Regions from separate parts of the Mus musculus genome. Here region 1 is linked to region 2. The links are chromatin contacts, called in public Hi-C maps. All regions are on one chromosome and are shown on one strand. Each heading gives the region's core, a stretch centred on a gene start, on an enhancer-like site or on the middle of the called end of the contact. The rest is flanking DNA. Distances are from core to core; before and after follow the strand shown. Region 1 overlaps Spred1 (sprouty protein with EVH-1 domain 1, related sequence). Region 2 has its middle 26 kb from the start of Gm46758.

Evidence for each region. Hi-C and Micro-C count contacts between places; a contact is called where the count stands out from the background.
Region 1: a Hi-C map of bone marrow-derived macrophages shows a contact between it and region 2, with 21 read pairs. The contact joins two enhancer-like sites. A contact is called at or near these places in 9 of 39 promoter capture datasets (the 3T3-L1 cell line, the C10 cell line, the HPC-7 cell line and 6 more), 2 of 15 datasets of contacts at CTCF or cohesin (the NIH/3T3 cell line and large pre-B cells), 1 of 484 Hi-C or Micro-C datasets (bone marrow-derived macrophages), 5 of 115 datasets of contacts at active chromatin or transcription factors (the 230-238 cell line, the HPC-7 cell line and embryonic stem cells) and 1 of 9 other capture datasets (embryonic stem cells).

Annotation. Positions count from the first base shown.
Region 1 is chr2:117,178,273-117,182,284 of GRCm38.p6, reverse strand. It overlaps Spred1 (sprouty protein with EVH-1 domain 1, related sequence), which reads right to left. Exons shown (of 7, transcript NM_033524.3): 7 at 6-4,012. Among named protein-coding and RNA genes, the nearest start is that of Mir674, 4.8 kb to the left of the region's middle. Within about 2 kb of position 1,599, at least 13 of the 459 cell types and tissues checked have an H3K27ac peak or open chromatin away from gene starts, as enhancers often do. A contact at or near this core is called in bone marrow-derived macrophages, where this site is marked.
Region 2 is chr2:116,940,795-116,944,577 of GRCm38.p6, reverse strand. No RefSeq gene overlaps it. Among named protein-coding and RNA genes, the nearest start is that of Gm46758, 26 kb to the right of the region's middle. Within about 2 kb of position 1,942, at least 97 of the 459 cell types and tissues checked have an H3K27ac peak or open chromatin away from gene starts, as enhancers often do. A contact at or near this core is called in bone marrow-derived macrophages, where this site is marked.

The sequences.
Region 1 (4,012 bases), core at 350-2,849, 240 kb before region 2:
AGCCCTTTTAAATTTCACAATTTGGTTTAATCAGGTAATTCCAGGGGAGGAGAAATCACTGAAACAAAGAGTCTACCATCTGATACGTCCAATTACATGATATGACAGAACAAAAGCAGTTACAAACTCCTATGTGCGTATTTACATGATATACTCACAACTCTCAGCCAGTCAGCTCTATGTGAGAAGATGCATTAGGACAGGAGTTAAGCGGGCTTCCATTGCTTATTAGAAAGATGCAGGCAGGCTCCTAGTGGGGGTGGGGGTGGGGTGGGTAATATACAAGTGAGGCACTTCTGAGGTCAAGATAACAGCAAAAATGTACAACATACTTGTTCACAAAAAAACCTGTTCACACAAAAACCTGTGCATCTTTAATACAAAGGCTTTCGACTAGGAAATTCTTGAAAAAATGAAATAAAACTAATTGCTTTTGCAAATTTAGCTTTTGGGAACAATGGATGACAGTGTACCAAAGCAACTGAAAGGTTTCTAATTGCCCAGCTGCTAGGTAACTGGTACCTTTTAAAGCCCCCTGTAATTTTCCTTCCCTCCCCACCTTCATTCTGGTTTGTATAAATCACCTCTGTTTGTCTGTGTGCGCATATTTTTAATATTTTCTGTTTGACTCCCTCTATTTCTCTACTATCATTTACTAGCAACTTTTTGGTGTTCCCTGTAAGACGCAGAAGTGGGATCTAGATCAAATCAAGAGGAAGAGCAGCGACATTTAGTGATGAGTTGGTTTTATCGGTTAACTGAAGTTCTCCAAGTTACTTTTCAGAAAAGCTACACTTGCTCAATGTGCTGCTGGACTACAATTAAAATTACTTTAAAACACATTAATCCAAGTTACATGTTGCAAATATAATCAGACATTCAATTTTAACAGAAAAAAAAGATCCATAAAATTCTCTCCACCACGTTCTCTGCACTTTGAAGACCGACACGAACACTAAGAAATGCCTGTGTGCCACTTAGTTACGGGAGAAGAAAGAGGGAGAGGAGAAGCAAGTTTGACCCAGAGAACCAGATGGCACTGTACACATGAATCCAAAGTGCATTTGTAATAGTTCAGAAGCTCATTTTAGGCACTGCTGAATAACCAATGAAAATAGGTAGTTTCAAGTTTTTCTCTTTAAATTTTAAGTCCTGCCTCATCAACATCTACTCAGAAACATACACACTCTCTGGAGTTGTCATGATAAAATACAGGTAATTATGTTTATTTTTTTTTTAATTCTCCCTGACTGGTACTGGGAAGAAAATAGGAATACCATTTTGGTAATGGCTTCTGAGTTGAAGAAACTGGTTGTATAAATGCTTCAGTACATACATAAGTTTGATTGCCAGTTCCAAGTTTCAATAAATATTTTAAAACAGGATGTGTAAGGAAAAAGTGCTTCAATTCTTCCAGCAACCATATGCATTTGGGGAAAGACTTACTTACACTCCTTAGCGCTTTTCCTCACCCCCGATTTCTCTGGTGGGCACTGGCCACCCTGAACAGCCCACAGCCCTCCTTTACTGGAGACACCATTTCCATCTTTCAGCGCTGGTCTAAAGCCATCCAGCAGGTGGCACTGCAGCTCCGCAAGCACTGCTCAGGAAATCTAAGGCTTCCCCACAGGCTGCAAGCATCCTCTGAGAACTACAGATCAGGAGCAAACAGGCCCCCCAGCTGGAGAATTTTTGGGTCACGCTATTCAGATGATTTCATTTTCAATATTTACTTTTACTTCACCAGTTTTGTTGAGCTATCTGCTTACATTCTAGACAAAAGAGAAGTTTTAAAGAAAATGCCCAATGGCAGCGCCCAATCTGTACAGTGAACAAGAAATCATTCTTGAATCCACCTACACGTACATGTTGGGAATTGGATTAAACTGTCCATCTAATTCACAAAGAGACTCATTAACATTATATCATCAGTTTCTTTTCTGGACTGGCTTGAATTCATGTGTGCTAATTACAAAAATCCAAGGTTAAAAAAAAAACAATTTCATTATCATAGTTTTTAATGAAGAGAAATGTTTAAAATTGTAAAGGAAAAAATGGGAACGGGATGGCAAAATCTTAGCAGCAAAGTGGTTAAACAAACTGAAAATATTAATGCACAAACATTAAAATATTAAAGCATGTACGTTGCGTATAAAATACAGTACAGAACCAGGAGATGCACTATAGTGACTAGTGCTTAACAGAAAAAAAAAATGATTAATTTTGTTCTTCTCAGAAGTATATACACAGTTTATTTCCATGGCATTTCCTATATTGCCAGCAAGTTATTTTCTTTAGTTATTCACACCTTGCTCCAACCTGAATTACAAACCCAGAACTTACAAATATGGATAATCACTCATAAGGAAAACCAGGACTCTACTTCAGCAAGAAAAAGGAATCCTGAAAGGTAACAGTCTGCTCTAGGAAACCAAGCTCCTCTGAAAACAGCAAGGACGAAGATCATCTATCTGTGCAGCAGCCTCCAATGTAGAAACAGTAAAAATAAGACTGAAAATTGCTGCGACAGTGTCTGGTTTTGGATTTAGTTCATCCAATTGATTTTTAGTACAAAACTAGAAATAGCCTCTTCTTCATAACATCTATAGTTATCAATATATTTTTCTTCTTTTCAATGTGAAATAATACTTCAAGATGATCTATATACATAATGTTGTCAGTTCAAGCTGTCATATAAATATAAATGCTTTCTTAAAAAAAGTATTTTACAGACAGATAGTGTTATATATATATACATTGTTCAGTTTAATCTGGGGCAAAAGAAGAAAGCCAACACAAGCCGAAGTGTGACACATAAAACTGACTGCACAGAAATGACACTGAAAACCTGGAGAATGGACTTCAAATGGTAGTGTGATTTTCATTTTTATCACTTCAGAAACTTTAATCCATTAAAAAAAAAAGGCAAAAAAGGCACACTGCTTTCTTTCCTGAGGGAGTATTTTGCAACAATCCCTCACAAGAGTTTTAATAGTAACACTTTAAAAAAACAAAACCAAGACAATTTGACCTCAAAGTATTTTTAACCTGTTTGCTGGAGCATATCACACTACTTTGTAAATCAAACATCCCATAATACAAATGCTCTGCGACAGGAATGTGGTGTATAAGATTTCCATTCACAATGGTGGATTGAATACTTTCCTGGGAGAATTCTGCATATGTGTTACTGCAAAGTAACTTTGCTCCTGAAATATAATAAAATGCAACTGAAAGGTATTAATTACCATTGTTATGTGAGTAATAAGCACAGAAAATCAGTGAAACAGCTGTGCGAGTTCTGGCTCAGCAGAGTGAGAAATGGAGATCTCAAGCGGAAACTGTTTCACACTAACTATCCAGTTAATGCTTCTGCCTTGTAAAACGTTTATAAATGCAGTTAAGTTCTCTGAAGGAGGAAACTCTGAAAGAAAACAACTTGCTGGCTGAATACCACAGAAACAAAACAACTAAAGGAACCCTCAATTTCTTCTGTTTACTCAATCTCTTTATATAAAAATAAGTGTTACATTTCCATCAGAACATTAGACAATTACATCTGTGCTTTAAAAAAAAAGGTTGGTCACTCAAGGCTATTAGAGTATTTTAAAGATTTTAGATCTCCAGAATGTACAGATATGACTCAATATAAACTGCAGCCCAAGAGAGCTGAGGATGAACTCACCGAATCTCTCACATGGACACAAACGTTATTAACTAGATGAGTTAACTACTCAACACATATGGAATGTGGTGGCAGATATGTGCACATCTACCTCAGAACTAGGAAGGGCAAGAAAAGTTTAATATGTCATAGTTCGTACCTTACATTTAGTTAAATATAAACATTTGTTATTTATACATAAAACTGCTTTCAAAAAACAACCAATGATTTAGTTGCACTTGTCTTATCTCTTAATTTCCCAAGTACTAACTTTTCTGTACTGAAATCACTGTCCCTTAGTGCACTTTTTAGTTAATGTCCTAAAGAATTCAAATCTTTAAAAAGTCC
Region 2 (3,783 bases), core at 693-3,192:
CTCCTGGGAAGCTTTGCCCAGAGCACGGGCAGTGACTAGGTCCACGGTGGTTGTGTCTTGCATTCTACTTGGAGAAACTGCACACAGGTTGGTCATAAGCAAGCTACTAAAGTACTAAAGGATGCTGGGTGGAATATAGTGCTGGGTGGGGTATGGTGGTACACACCTCTAATCTCAGAACTCTGGAGGAAGAGGCAGGCAGATCTCTGTGAGTTCAAGACCAGCTTGGTCTATAGAGTAAGTGTCAGAATAGCCAGGGCTACACAGTAACCTGTCCAAAAAGAAATAAAAAAAAAAAAAAGAAAGAAAAAAGAAAAGAAAAGAAAGAAAGAAACCTAATAAGGTGAAATAGTTCAAGGTAAGTGGATAGGATGTCACTGAGTGTGAAACTCATATGGGTGTCAAGAAAGGCCACTGTGCTAAGGAGATATTCTAACAGAGTATAGCAAGCATCCGTCAGGCTGGATTTGCTGGCTGCTTGGGAGGGTCTTTAAGATTCACTCCAAGATACACACACACACACACACACACACACCACAAAACCACAGAGAGAAACAGATATAAACATAGACTATGCACACACACCCCATGGAAGTAAAGGGGGGAATGTAGAGGGTATTTGATGCTTTATAATCTTAGGGTTTTCTATGTGTAAAGAAATATACAATTAAATACAAAACAAAATACTTAACAAAATAATAGGGAATTCAAAGCAAGCCACGAAAATGAAATAGAAGCAACGGCATACTTTTGCTAATTAAGTTTCCTCCGATTACTGCTTTTCTTCCCTTCATTAGTACAAGATAAAAATCACATTGATTGCTTCTTCACATCATCTGGTAATGTTATCTTGCATAAGAAGCATAAACATATAATTAGATATTTAATTTATCTGATTCTATCTTGCCCTTTTATTATTTATCAGACAGAACTACTTTAGCCAGTCCCGGTGTTGCAGGCCTGCAATCCCAGCACTTAGAAGCCAGGGGATGTATGATCACAATGTCCAGGCCTTAGCTACACAAGACCCTATCTTAGAAAGAGAAATGAAACTAGAAAAAAAATTCCTTCAATTTTCCAACCTCAAATGTTTATTTTGTGAGCATTTGAAGAACTGCGTTCAATCTGAGAAAACTCTTCTCAGATGTCGTCTTTTTCAGATAAAGGATTTGGTTTACAAGCCCCTTGTGTCTGCGCCTGCTTGTGAACCTACTACTGAAGATGCTGGTACAGGAAGAGCACTGTGATTCTGAGGGCAGCCTGGACTACGTCCTGAGATTTTGTCTCAAAAAAAGAGAAACAAAACAAACAGCCAAAAGTAATTCTGTAAAATTCCCACAGTGCCACTTTGGTTTCTATTTGTTTACAATCTGTTTCTGTCCTGTCAGCCACATAGTCCTGGTGTGATGAAGACGAATTCCTGTATTGTGACCTCTGTCCTTAAGCTTGAATGTCACAAAGTAAGCAGGCATGCAGGATTGTAGATAAATTCCCAGTATCCGGCTCTCCACCAGTGAAAGTGGTCCCCTGGAGCAGTGTTTCTCAACCTGTGGGTCACAGCTCTTTTAGGAGTTGAATGACTTTTCACAGGGGTCACCTAAGACCATCCTGGATATCAGATATTTACATTATAATTCATAACAGTAGCAAAATTACAGTTATGAAGTAGCAACAAAAGAAATTTTATGGTTGGGGGTCACCACAACATGAGGAACTGTATTAAAGGGCCACAGCATTAGGAAGGTTGAGAATCACTGCCTTGGAGGAACTGAGTCACAACGACTGACCCACACGAAGCATTTGTTTGACTTAAACGCCTTCGCTGGCCTCCAAAGTATATTGGCTCTAGCACTTCAGGGGAGGGCCTTGTGGAGAGTCTATTGTGAAGGACTAAGGATAGGCACAGGAAGCAGAGAGTGTGGGGAGGCTCAAGGGCTTGCTCCAAAGGGAAAGTCAAACACAGATGTAATGCATTCTGTGAGTTCCAGGAAAACTGACTGTGTGAGCCACGGAGGCTGCTGATGCATTTCCTGCTAAGTCATGCTCGCCCACTTCATGTGCATTTCCGTTCCTAATGATAGCCAATTCAGCAACTGTAGTGTGCCCTTCAGCTTTCAGTCCTGCTGGGAGTCTTTAGGGTTCAAATGTCACCAACAATACCTTCATTGCTGCGGTATGAATGCTCGCTGGGATGGTCAGGCAGTCATCCTTCACTAACAAGCCCAACATCCTTGACTCACACTTAGACTGAGAAGTTCCTGGAGGACCCTTCTTATCACTTAAAACGTTTTTGGGGGCAGGCACAGTAGCACACTTCAGCTTCCAGAATGAGGCAGGAGGAACTCAAGTTTGAAGCCACTCTGCTTCAATAGGTATGTACACAAATAAATAACTCTTCGGTGCCTGGCAATTTATCAACTTGTGTGTCCCATGAAGAACTGCTTGACTCATATCTTCAAGGCCTTTATTGCTTAATAACTTTGTCCCATATATTTGGGAGTTAACTTTGTGATATAGTGTCTTGAACCAGGCATTAGCAAACCTTTCCTGTAAAAAGGTCATGTGGTGCACAGTTCAGGTTTTGTGGGCCAGATGGATTCTGTCCGAACTACATAGCAAGACTGTGTTGTGGATGAAGTGGCCATGGACAACTATGTAAACAAATCAGCAGGCTGCGTTCCAATAGAATTGTATTTACATAAGCAGACCCTGGACCACATTTGGGCCACAAGTCATAGTTGTCTTCTAGTTCTCTGTCTCAAATCTCAAGTGTAGCATCCAAGAGTCTGGCATCTTCATAATAATGAGCCTGATGTATCCCCCTGTTTACCTCATGGCATCACTATAAGGGCCAAGGGAGATGTTAGTTGTGGAACTCTGTCATCACATTTTTTTTTATTGTATTTCTTTTTCCAATTTTTATTAGGTATTTACTTCATTTACATTTCAAATGCTATCCTGAAAGTCGGTCATCACATTTAAAGCAGTATATATTGGTAGATTTCTCTTTCTTTCTTATGAAATGACAATACATCTTACCTTTCCTTGTTCTCAAATTTCACATACAGGCAACCACAAGAGGGGATTATAACGACTTTTTCTATCGCATCTATGCTTTAGGGCCTCACATTAAATATTGGTTCCTATGGCGTCTGAAATCTAGTAGAACCTGTGATAGTAAGTTGTGTTGGTTTTTAGTTTGAAGAGAGGGAATAACCTATTACAGACTTGAAAGGTCCTCAGAAGACAGATGGGAAATGTCAGGGTATTTACTGATGTCTAGAGAACCTACATAGATGGAAACCTGTCTTTTACTGCAGGGGCATGGCTGGTGCTGGGTAAGGACCATGACGTAGTGGTTAGGATTGATGGACACAGTGTGCTAAGATGCTGAAGAGGCGTTTGTTCAGACACAGTCTTGCAGTATATCCTATCATATAATAGTTTCTACTGAAGAGTTGATTGGTCCTTCATGAAGTTGCTGATCTGCAAAGTCCTTTGTAACTTTTGGTTTTCTGGCCAAACTGCCTGAAATAGTAAAGCTACACCATGAACACATTAGATTAGTAAAGTCGTGTCCCACTCAGTAAGCTGTCCAGATAAAGAGAGCCGATCTTTGGCCTCGCACAGGTGCACACACATGTAAATATGTGAACCCCTTCTTCTGCTTTTGTATTCTGTGTGTCTCATTGCCCTGTTTCTCATCTCCATTTAGATTTCTTCCTCTCCCTTATGGTCCCCTTTCAAGTTTTATAACATGTGCATTATGCCCACACAGAGATG